Linked DNA regions of Macaca mulatta: region 2 is linked to region 1. The links are chromatin contacts, called in public Hi-C maps. All regions are on one chromosome and are shown on one strand. Each heading gives the region's core, a stretch centred on a gene start, on an enhancer-like site or on the middle of the called end of the contact. The rest is flanking DNA. Distances are from core to core; before and after follow the strand shown. Region 1 holds the start of LOC144337759. Region 2 holds the start of LOC106995021.

What was found. A called contact is a pair of places that touch in the nucleus more often than the background predicts.
Region 2: a Hi-C map of fetal cortex germinal zone shows a contact between it and region 1, with 4 times the contacts expected there. The contact joins the promoter of LOC106995021 here to the promoter of LOC144337759 in region 1. A contact is called at or near these places in 5 of 14 Hi-C or Micro-C datasets (blood, fetal cortex germinal zone, fetal cortical plate and 2 more).

The regions. Positions count from the first base shown.
Region 1 is chr20:49,756,974-49,761,796 of T2T-MMU8v2.0, forward strand. It overlaps LOC144337759, which reads left to right and starts at 2,850. Exons shown (of 2, transcript XM_077984760.1): 1 at 2,850-3,143. It overlaps IRX3 (iroquois homeobox 3), which reads right to left. Exons shown (of 4, transcript XM_015126150.3): 1 at 4,349-4,823; 2 at 3,062-4,178; 3 at 2,813-2,879; 4 at 1,870-2,308. The coding sequence starts at 4,615. The coding sequence ends at 2,254.
Region 2 is chr20:50,404,730-50,409,552 of T2T-MMU8v2.0, forward strand. It overlaps LOC106995021, which reads right to left and starts at 2,446. Exons shown (of 5, transcript XM_028840650.2): 1 at 2,013-2,446. It overlaps IRX5 (iroquois homeobox 5), which reads left to right and starts at 3,950. Exons shown (of 3, transcript XM_001086980.4): 1 at 3,950-4,708. The coding sequence starts at 4,460.

The sequences.
Region 1 (4,823 bases), core at 1,600-4,099:
TGTAGATGAGGAGATAAGGGCTCAGAGAAGTGAATTGTCTGCCTTGGGTTTCACAGGGGGTAAGTGGGAGCAGAGTCGGTGCCAGTTAAGCTTGTGAGGCCTGAGCTGTTGAGGTGTCGGAGTGCTGTCCTTGTCAAGTCATTCAATGTGCTAACCAGTCTCTGCCCGGGTCCTGGCGTTCCGGCCTCAGTTCCAAGTCCGCGAAGATGAGCGGGCTCCACGTCTGGGGGCGCTGTGAGCAGGGCCAGAGGGAAACCTCAGTCTGAGCTTACGAACTGGGAAGGAGCCTGAACCCCAGAAACACCGTTAACAAAGAGAGGGAACGCTGGGGAGCCAAGGAGACGTCTCTTTGGCCTCTGAGGAAGGGGCTGGAGGAGCAAGCCAGCGGAGGAGCGGCTTTGCCGGGTGTCCACTAGCGGTTCGCCAGCCCTCTGTGCGCTCGCAGAGTGACACAGAGGCCGACACAGCCCCCTCCCCACCCGCCCATGGGGCGCCGCTGCACCTTGATCGCCCCCTTCGCGGAAGGGACTCCCGAGGCGCGGCGCTGACCGCTGGGCCCGCACGGCCCAGTCCTGTCGGGCTCCGCTCTGCTACCGCCGGGTCTCGAAGTTGTGCAATGTTGAGCCGTGTCTTGTTCCGTGGCTTCGGGGAATGTGCGCGCTTCCCATACCTCCCTGGAACGCGGGAGATAGTCACACGCGCCACTCTGAGGGTCAAACACCCCGCATCTGGCCACACCGCGCCACTGTGAGGGTCAAACACCCCGCATCTGGCCACACCGTACCTTTAGTAACGTGGGGAGGGGGCAAAAAAAATGTGTCTCTCCTTCTTACCCCGAGGTGTCACTCGCCCAAACACTCCCTACAGCTTCTTCAAGTCAAACTTGGGCCAGGCTGGCTGGCTGACTGCGAGAGGAAAAAGAGGGTGCGGAGGGGGCGCGGCGCGCGGCAGGGTGGAGAGGCCAGGGAGGCGAGGCGCCGAGCGTCCCCTTTGTCCTGTAGAGGGAGCTCCAGCCCCAAATTTCCCAGCTGCCTCCCCCGGCCCGCCCACCCCAGGCCCGCCTGGAGCCGGAATCCCGGCTGGAAAGGTGCTGCGGGTCTGACACCCCCGCAACCCCTGCGCCGGGACTTTAGCAGGATGCCTCTTCTAGGGCACGTGGGAAAACCCACCAGGGTGCCAAGACGCACAGATGCTGCCAGGACCCGGGCTCCCAACTCTCAACTAGAGCTGGGCAGTCACACATCATCTAGAGGGTTGATATGTACCCCTAGGCTCCCCTCTTCTCCATATCTGCCTCCACCGTCACCCCACACCCTGGCATTTATAAAGACAGAAGGGGTGCAACCGGCTTGGAAGGAGGATGGAATCTGGGCTCGTACAACCTCTTATAGGTAACACTGAGAAAGCCTCAATTGTGTCGATCAAAGAATGGGGACGGGGGCGGGGCGGGGGGGAGTGATGAGAACACGCCCCCACCACCCGCGCAGGCTAACCCCGTTGTGTCCAGACCCTTCTCTAAATCTTTTGGCAAGGTCGCCAGAGAAGGATCCAAGCCACCGCGGTTGCTCCCGTAGAACTGTGGGTCGGGCCCAGATTCCTGGCTCTTAGCAAAGAATCTTGTCGGGGTCTCCCACCTGTCTCCTGCTCCCGTTCTCTCCGCCGCCCCAGGTGCTTTTCCAGCCACTTCTCCTGCTGCGGCGCCCCCAGCCCCGCCACTTCTGCGCCCCCTCAGCTATTGCTGTCGTTTGACTACTCGGTCCTGATTCGTCTCTCGTCCTTTCCCGCGAATTCTTCAAACAACCAAGGGGAGAAAAAACCCCAAAAACAAAAAAACACCAAACAGATCCGTCGAGGGGGCAGACAGGCGGGTTATAGTCAAAGTGGCAGCAGCTCATTTATTTAGCCAAAAATAGATACTTTCTCGTACAATTTGGTTCACACATATGTACATTTCTCTGTATATATACACACACACACAAAGGCAGACACGTTTATTCTCACTGAAACTCCACCCCCCAAAATCAACCGAACAAACAAACCTCACAGCGAATGCGGGGTGCCACAGAAGCGACTTGGGGAGGGCTGAGGAGGACTGGTTTTATTTCTTTTTTCTTTCTTTTTTTTAGTTTTGCTTTTAGGTATTTATACACTGACATGCTTACAAGTTGTAACTATACAGAGCGATTTTTTTTTTACAATTATTACAACGATTAAAAAAAGTTTTTGTTTTGTTTTGTTTTGTTTTTTAAAGAACTAGGATGAGGAGAGAGCCGATAAGACCAGGGCGGCGTCCAGATGGTTCTGGGGCCTGGAAGAGAGAGACAGTAATAGCAAAAAAGGTGAGATTCAGGAGCGCAGAGGCGGCCTAGGGCCGGGAGATCCTACTTGGGTTGGGGCCGAGAGTCAGGAAGGTGTCGCAATGTAAAATTATGTCCAGTTGTAGATGTGTGTGTTGGGGGTTTAACTGTAGGGTGGGCACGAGGCGTCAGGACCCGAGGTCTGGGGCTGGAAAGAGGTGAGCATCAGAGAGCCGCCACCCGCCCCAGTGGCCTGTGGGCCCAGCCACGCAAGGCTTCCCCTAGAAGGTACAGGCGCTGTACCCACCGGCCGCGCCTGGGGTGCCTGGGCTGGACCTGGAGAGCTGTCGCAGGGCCTACAGGGGCGACCGAAGAAGTGACTTTCGTCCCCTTTTACAAAATGCGTCCCAGCAGGGTTCCATGCTATTCCCGGGCAAAAGGCCGTGCGTGGTGCTCCACGTTCTCTCCTTTCCCCTCCTGTCAGTCCCTCCAGCCCCCCAACCTCGGGGTCTTACCGCCTGGGCACGGGCTGGAAAGCTGTCTTGAGTAACTTTTTCTCCACTTCCAAGGCACTACAGCGATCTAAGGGAAGCGGGGGAAGAAAAAGGAGGGCCTTTAGAGCGCTCGGTTCCGGCGCCCAGGGCCGCAGAAAGCAGGAGCGGAGAGGGACGCGCCCTGCGCCTCCCGGACCCTGCCCCTCCCGGCCAGCTCCGGCACTATCCGCAGAGCCCGCCCCCGCTCCGCGTCCAGCGCTCAGCAGTCACCTGTTCCGCCTTCGGGCTCCGCGGGCCGAGCGAAGGCGGCGGCGGCAGCCGGGTGGCCCGCGGCTCCGGGAAGTCCCAGCAGGTGCGGAGGGGCCGAGCCCAGCAGGGAGAGCGGGTGCGGGCGGGGACCGGGCGGCGGGCCTGGAAACGGCCGGTTGGTCCAAGCCGGGAACTTGCCCAGCGGCGCTGAGACCAGTCTGTGAGCGGCGGCGGCGGCGGCGGCCGGAGAGAGCTGCAGGGCGGGAGGCGCGACCGCTGCCCCCGGGGGAGACCCCCCCGCGCCGGGAGGCGAGCGGCGCGGGTTGTCCGGGCTTGTGGCAGTCTCCGCGAGGGACCAGATCTTGGGCTTCTGCAGGGCGGAGGCGGGGATTGGTGCGGGAGCGCAGGGGTCCAGGCCCACGGGGGGCGAGGGCGGAGACGGTGAGGACACGGCCACTGGTGGTGGCGCTGGAGCCAGACTCAGGACCGGTAGTGGCCGGTCCTCCAAGCCCTCAGAGCTGTCTTCTGAGTCGCTATTTTTGGAGTCCGAAATGGGTCCCAGGCCGAGGTCGCCATCCCTGCGCGCCGCCCCAGCCAGGGACAGCTCAGGCCCGGTGGCCGCGCCGTCTAAGTTCTCCAAATCGATCTCCTCGTCCTCGTCGTCGTCCGCCAGGCCCTCGCCCCCCGTGTCCTCCTCCTCCCCCCCGAGCTCCTCCTCCTCCAGCTCTAGCTCGCGTTTGCCATCCTCCTCGTCCTCCTCTTCGTCTTCCTCCTCGCGCTCGCTCCCATAAGCGTTTCCCTCCTCGTCAGTGCGGCTGCGAGGCGCCCAAGTCATCTTATTCTCCTTCTTGAGGCGCCGGCGCGCGTTGGCGAACCAGGTGGACACCTGGGTGAGGGTCATCTTGGTGATGATGGCCAGCATGATCTTCTCGCCCTTGGTGGGGTAGGGGTTCTTGCGGTGCTCGTTGAGCCAGGCCTTGAGCGTGCTGGTGCTCTCCCTGGTGGCGTTCTTGGGACGGGACGGGTCCCCGAATTGATACTGGCCATACGGGTAGAAGGCGGGGTGCGGGTGCGGAAACGCGGCAGCCGCGGCCGGATGCTGCACCCCGGGGCTGTCCTTCAGCTCATACTGCGCGCCCTGTAGGCACATGGAGAAGGAAGGAACACGCGCGGAGGGAGCGCGGGTGAGCCCCAGCCGTCGCTGCCTCCCCCCTCCTGGCCTGCACCCCTCTAGTCCGAACCCCGCGCGCTCAGCTCGCCCTGCGCCCCAGCGCCAACCCCTCCTTCCCTGGCTCCGCGGGCTCTTACCAGCTGTGGGAAGATGGGCAGCTCCGCGGCGTAGGGCAGGAAGGCGCCGTAGCCTTGGGCGGCGGCGGCCGCCGCGGCCGCGGCGTAGGGCGCCCCGTACACGGACGAGAGCACGTTGGACAGGGACCCCGAGGCGGCCAACTCTGTGGCTCCGGCACCCGGGCCGCCCCGGGCCCCCGCACTGCCGCCGCTGCCGCCAGCGGCCCCCGGACGCTCGGACGGGTAAAGCGGGCGGATGTATTGGTATCCCAGCTGGGGGAAGGACATGGTGGCCCGCGGGGCACGGACGGAGAGGGGGCCCGGCCCCCGGGCCGCCCAGCTCAGCGCCGCCCGCGGGCTCCGGCGCGCATCGGGAGCTGGGCCGGGCTTGGGGCCGCGCTGCCGCCGGCGCTGCGCTGTGCTCCGCGTTCGCCTATTGATCTGCTCCGCGGCGGCGACGGCGGCGGCGAGGAGCCAGGTCAGGTCCGAACAGATT
Region 2 (4,823 bases), core at 1,196-3,695, 650 kb after region 1:
TAAAAACAAGGCATTCCATAAACATTGTAGCTAAGTACTTGATATGAAAAAGAAATTGTTTCAGATCATTAAGGCACCCCAGGAGACTGCTTCTTTTCCACAAAAACGAAATGGCACAAATTTCTCATATATTTACCTCTTATTACATTCCTGCTCCTGCACATTAAGCATGCCTTCCTCTACAGATTTATTCTGAACACTAATAAAGTGTTTGCTTAATAAAATACTGCTCTATTTTATGCTTTTCTTTCAAAATTAGAAACCATTATTCCACAAAGATAGAGCACAAAGAAACCGACACAGGCATTACCAAAGAGCCACAAGTAGTATTAGTCCATGCCAGAACACTTAACATTAAACTATCATTTCTCTCTAAAACTTCTGTTGCCAAAGTGCTCACAAAATCTGGAAGCTCAAAGACAGGTTTCAAGTGCAATTAAATTCTCCAAAAGCAAAACTGTACAAAAATATGCCGCCCTTCTTATGTCACCATTTATAGACAACATTTTCTCAGGATCTTAATTAAGATAACGATGCACACCTGTGTCAACATTCTCTGGCAAGACAGCCTTATCAATCATAATCCTTTAAGTACACTCCAAAACAGCAAAGCGATATGACAGAAGCAATCTGTTGCCTTTCCTAGTGTTGGTGTTGTGTCTCTCCCACAAGAATGATGAGATCTTTAAAATACAGCAGACCTACTTTTATGAGTCTTTAAAGTTTTAACTGTAAATAGCTATTACACTAAATAAACAGGAATAACCTCTTTTGCACTTGACTGAAACAATGACAACTGTACAGCCAAAACTTGAAGAACAAGCTCTAGGGCCATGTCTTGGCAATACAACTGCGAATCCTACTTTAAAGCTTTAAATTTTAAGAGTTATGCGAAACTGGATCCGTGCAGACATGACAAACCAATAAACCTTTAGGAAGTTTTAAAATGAGAATATTTAATAGTCCTACGTTAAAAACAACCCGAGCAAACTTATCCCTAGTGTAAGTTTAAATGTTTGGAAAGATACAAATGCAACAGAAAGCAAGGGGAGAAAAAGTCTTCTTGGTAACCTGGGATGGGAGGGATACAGATCCCACCTCTGCTGGAAGAGAAAGCTTCAGAGTCAAGGCACCAATTAAACTACCGCTACCAAGTATGCAGCTTTCCAAACGGAAAAGCCGATAAATAGGAAGTAAGAAGGAGGGAACAGCGAAACAAATGGTCTCGACTATCCAGACAAAAAGTTAAAAGCTCGTGTTTACCAGCAAAAAAAATGAACGCTTTCATATAAAAACGGAGAAAACCCGCCAGACGCTACCTGCATGCAGTCTGCCTGCTAATCATGATCCGCCCTTCCCTTTCTCATATTAAGACAATTCTATCTCAGACGCCGGGTGGCCGTTGCCAGCTGAGCAGCAGAGCCATCAATGTGCAAATAAAGCAGAAAATAGAGACATCCTTAAGAAATGAGTCTTAAATTTGACATAGAGCGGAGGTGACAACCACGGCAACAGAACCATACATTCTAAATGCCTCAATATCTTGCAGGAGTCTCTCCAGTCCTTGACACCAAAAATAAGACAGTACAAGAAAATGGGGTTAAAAAAATGAAAAAACCAACTAACAAACAAGCCACGGGGCGGGGATGGGGGGAGAAAGAGCGGGACGGCCGGAGTGGCAGGATGATGTAATGACGATGTCTGTGTCACAGACTCGGGTTCTCGGTGGCACAAACCTCCAGGGCTCTACTCCGGAAAGCCGCGTCCCGGACGAGAGCCGCGGCGACTTAGGGGCCACGCGTGGACTGAGGGGCCACGCCCACGCGCGCCCCCCGCGGAACGCCGACACCCAGAGAGGTTCGTTCGGCGCCTACGCGGCCCGAGGCCCAGGCCCTTGCCCACGGGACGTCTGGTCGCGCGCGGGGCACCGCCGCGTCCGTCCGGTCCACCAGGGGACGCGGCTCGAGGGGCGGACTGCACGGCCAGGGGGCCTGGCCGGGGCGGGGGCTCACCTCTCCTCCGCCGCGCGGGCGCGCGGGCCGCGGACGCTCCCTCGTGGCTGGCGCGAGCCCCCGGCGGGCGGCGCGCGCGGGCCGTTACCGACCGTTAGCGCCAGGGGCTGCCGCTGCGGCGGGCGGAGCCGGGGGCGGGCGCTGAGGGGCCGTGGGGCCGCAAGAGGCGGGAGCGAGGGGAGCAGGGCGGGGACGCTGCTCCCGGGAGCTCCCGGCGAAGACTCAGGCCCACCGCGAGCCCGGGAAGAGGCCGCCGGCGAGGCCACCACTGGTCGGCTCCGCGCTGCCCCAGGCTCGGGCCGCCCGGGGCGTTCCGCCTCGCTTAGGCATTGGCCGGCTGGAAGCCACCTCGGCCCAGCTGTCCCCGCTGCCGCTGCCGCCAGCTTCCCGTCTCCATGACAATAGCGCGATCGAGGCCCCGCCTCACCCCGCCCCTTTGGCGCCGAGACTAGGAGGAAAGCGGGCTTACGTCACCAGGGGGCGGAGCCCAGAGAGGCCAGGGCCCAATCATAGGTGAAGGAGGTGTCAGGCACTGGGCTGGGCGGACCCAGGGGTTCTCGGAGAATGTAGTCTGAACCGGTCAGTCCTCTTGGTGGGCGGTGTCTGGGGGAGGGGAGCGGACGGAGGGGAGGAGCCAAGGCGCGTGCACGAGGGCGCACTGCCGAGCGGGTGCCGGTGCGGCGGGTGGGTTAGTGTGAGCTCGCGAAATAAAGTACGTCTCGCCCGTCAAAGTCAATGCGAGAAACTTTGTATATAGTTATGCTTGGGCTTGCGTGTGGCCCCATTATGCGAAGTTTCCGAAATCCCGAGCTTCCGCGGCGTGCCCAAACCTGTGCCATCCTCTGTCCTGGTTCACCAGCGCCCCTGTCTGTCCCAGAGTTCGAGTGCTTCCGTGGCTTGTGGCGGCGGGAGGTGGAGAGGAGAGGAGAGGGTCTGTTTTGTATTCTAACTGTGTGGCCGTCGTGGGCAAGGGCTCTGCCTCTGACTCAGTTGTGTGTGTTTGCCTCGCCAGCGCCTCGCTGAACAAACAGTGGTTGGGTTGGGCACTGCTCTGCCCAGTGTTTGCAGTGGAGCGTGGGCGGGTGCGAGAGTGCGTGCGAAGGGGAAGGCGACTTAGTTGAACAAAAGGGAAGGGGACCTGCTCCCTCCACCACCACCGACTTGGCGGTGCGAGCTGCGTGCGATTGGAAAGCCGGGAGAAAGAGGCGGAGAGGCGTGGGAGTGGAGCTGGGGACGGTCCCGAGACCTCCTCGGGTGTAGCTGATTCTCTGGCAGTTCTTGCCCACCACCCATACTCTAGAAAAAGGCTACCCCGGTAATTCCAGGAACCAGTGTCTTTTCCCTCGCCGTCCGGCGGCGTGTCGGTAGAAGGAAGGCTAGCCGGAGACGTGCAGACGTCTGAGGCCTGTCTCTCGCCCACCTGCTGCTGCCGGCGCAGAGGGGCAGTCATCCCGGACTTCCTGCGCCCTGGGCGCGGGCCATCCATCGGCTCTCCCAGAGACTTTCATTCGGGATCTCCAGCTGGCTCTCGGCCTCCCTGGCTTGGGGAAGACGCCAGAGAGCGGTGGGCAACGAACGGCCTCGGAGCCCAGCCTGCCGGAGAACAAGAAATCCGCTAAGTCCGCAATCTACTGTGGCTAGGAGAGCGCAGAGCGTTCGCCGGCGCACAGTCCGCGGCCTTGTTCCCTTTGTGCTTCGGGGCGGCGGGACCCGCTGCAGGGCCGGCCGTGCGGCGGGACTGCCACTCCGCCCCAAGTTAGCAGAAGAGGAAAGTTGGAAGAGATCGGCGCTCCTGGGATGTGATTGTCATCCTGGGGCCGGCGCTCGAGAGTCTGAGAGAAAGCGAGAGAGAGGGAGAGACCGGGGAGGGGAAAAGGGGAGGCAAAGAGGAGGGGTGAGAGGGGGGCCGCGGAGGGGAGGCGGGCGCTAGGGAGGGGCGAGAGGAACGCCAGCGAGCGGGAGAGGGAGCCGGGGAGGAAGAGGGAGAGGGCGAGGCGCGCCTGGCGGCCGGGTTGGCTGCGGCCGCCCAGAAGCTCCTGCCAGTCCTCCCACCGACTACACCCCGGGAAGGAGGAGCTTCGGGCGCGCACAAGGCGTCAGAATCCTCAATTTCCAACTTAGCATCTTGGCAGGACCTTTGCAAAGCCAAAAGCAGAGCCCCCCGGTGCAAAGAGCGAGGGGAAAAAAGAGAAAGCAGCAAGGGAGGGGAGGGGAAAAAAGCCCAGCTGGGGCGAGCGAGGCGCGCAGAGGAGCGGGCGCGGCGGTCGCAGCCGGAGGCGCGCGGGAAGCCAACCAGGAGGCGCCGCGGGCCGGAGCCCCGGAGCCGGGGCCAGAAGAGCGGCGGCCCAGGGCAGCCAGAGGCCAGGTGCCCGCCCGCTCGCCCTCGCAGGGCGCCGCCCGGCTCGTTGGCGGCCGCGGCGCGGCGCGCCCCATGCCCGTGTGTGGCCATGTCCTATCCGCAGGGCTACTTGTACCAGCCGTCCGCCTCGCTGGCGCTCTACTCGTGCCCGGCGTACAGCACCAGCGTCATTTCGGGGCCCCGCACGGATGAGCTCGGCCGCTCTTCTTCGGGCTCCGCGTTCTCGCCCTACGCTGGCTCGACTGCCTTCACGGCGCCCTCGCCGGGCTACAACTCGCACCTCCAGTACGGCGCCGACCCCGCGGCCGCAGCCGCCGCCGCCTTCTCCTCGTACGTGGTAAGTGAGCGGGATCCGCGGCTGGCGAGGGGCAGCAGGGGCCCGGCGGGAGGACGGGGGCGGAGGGGGACACGGGCCTAGGCGCCAACACCGACCTCCCCCGCCAAGCTTCGCG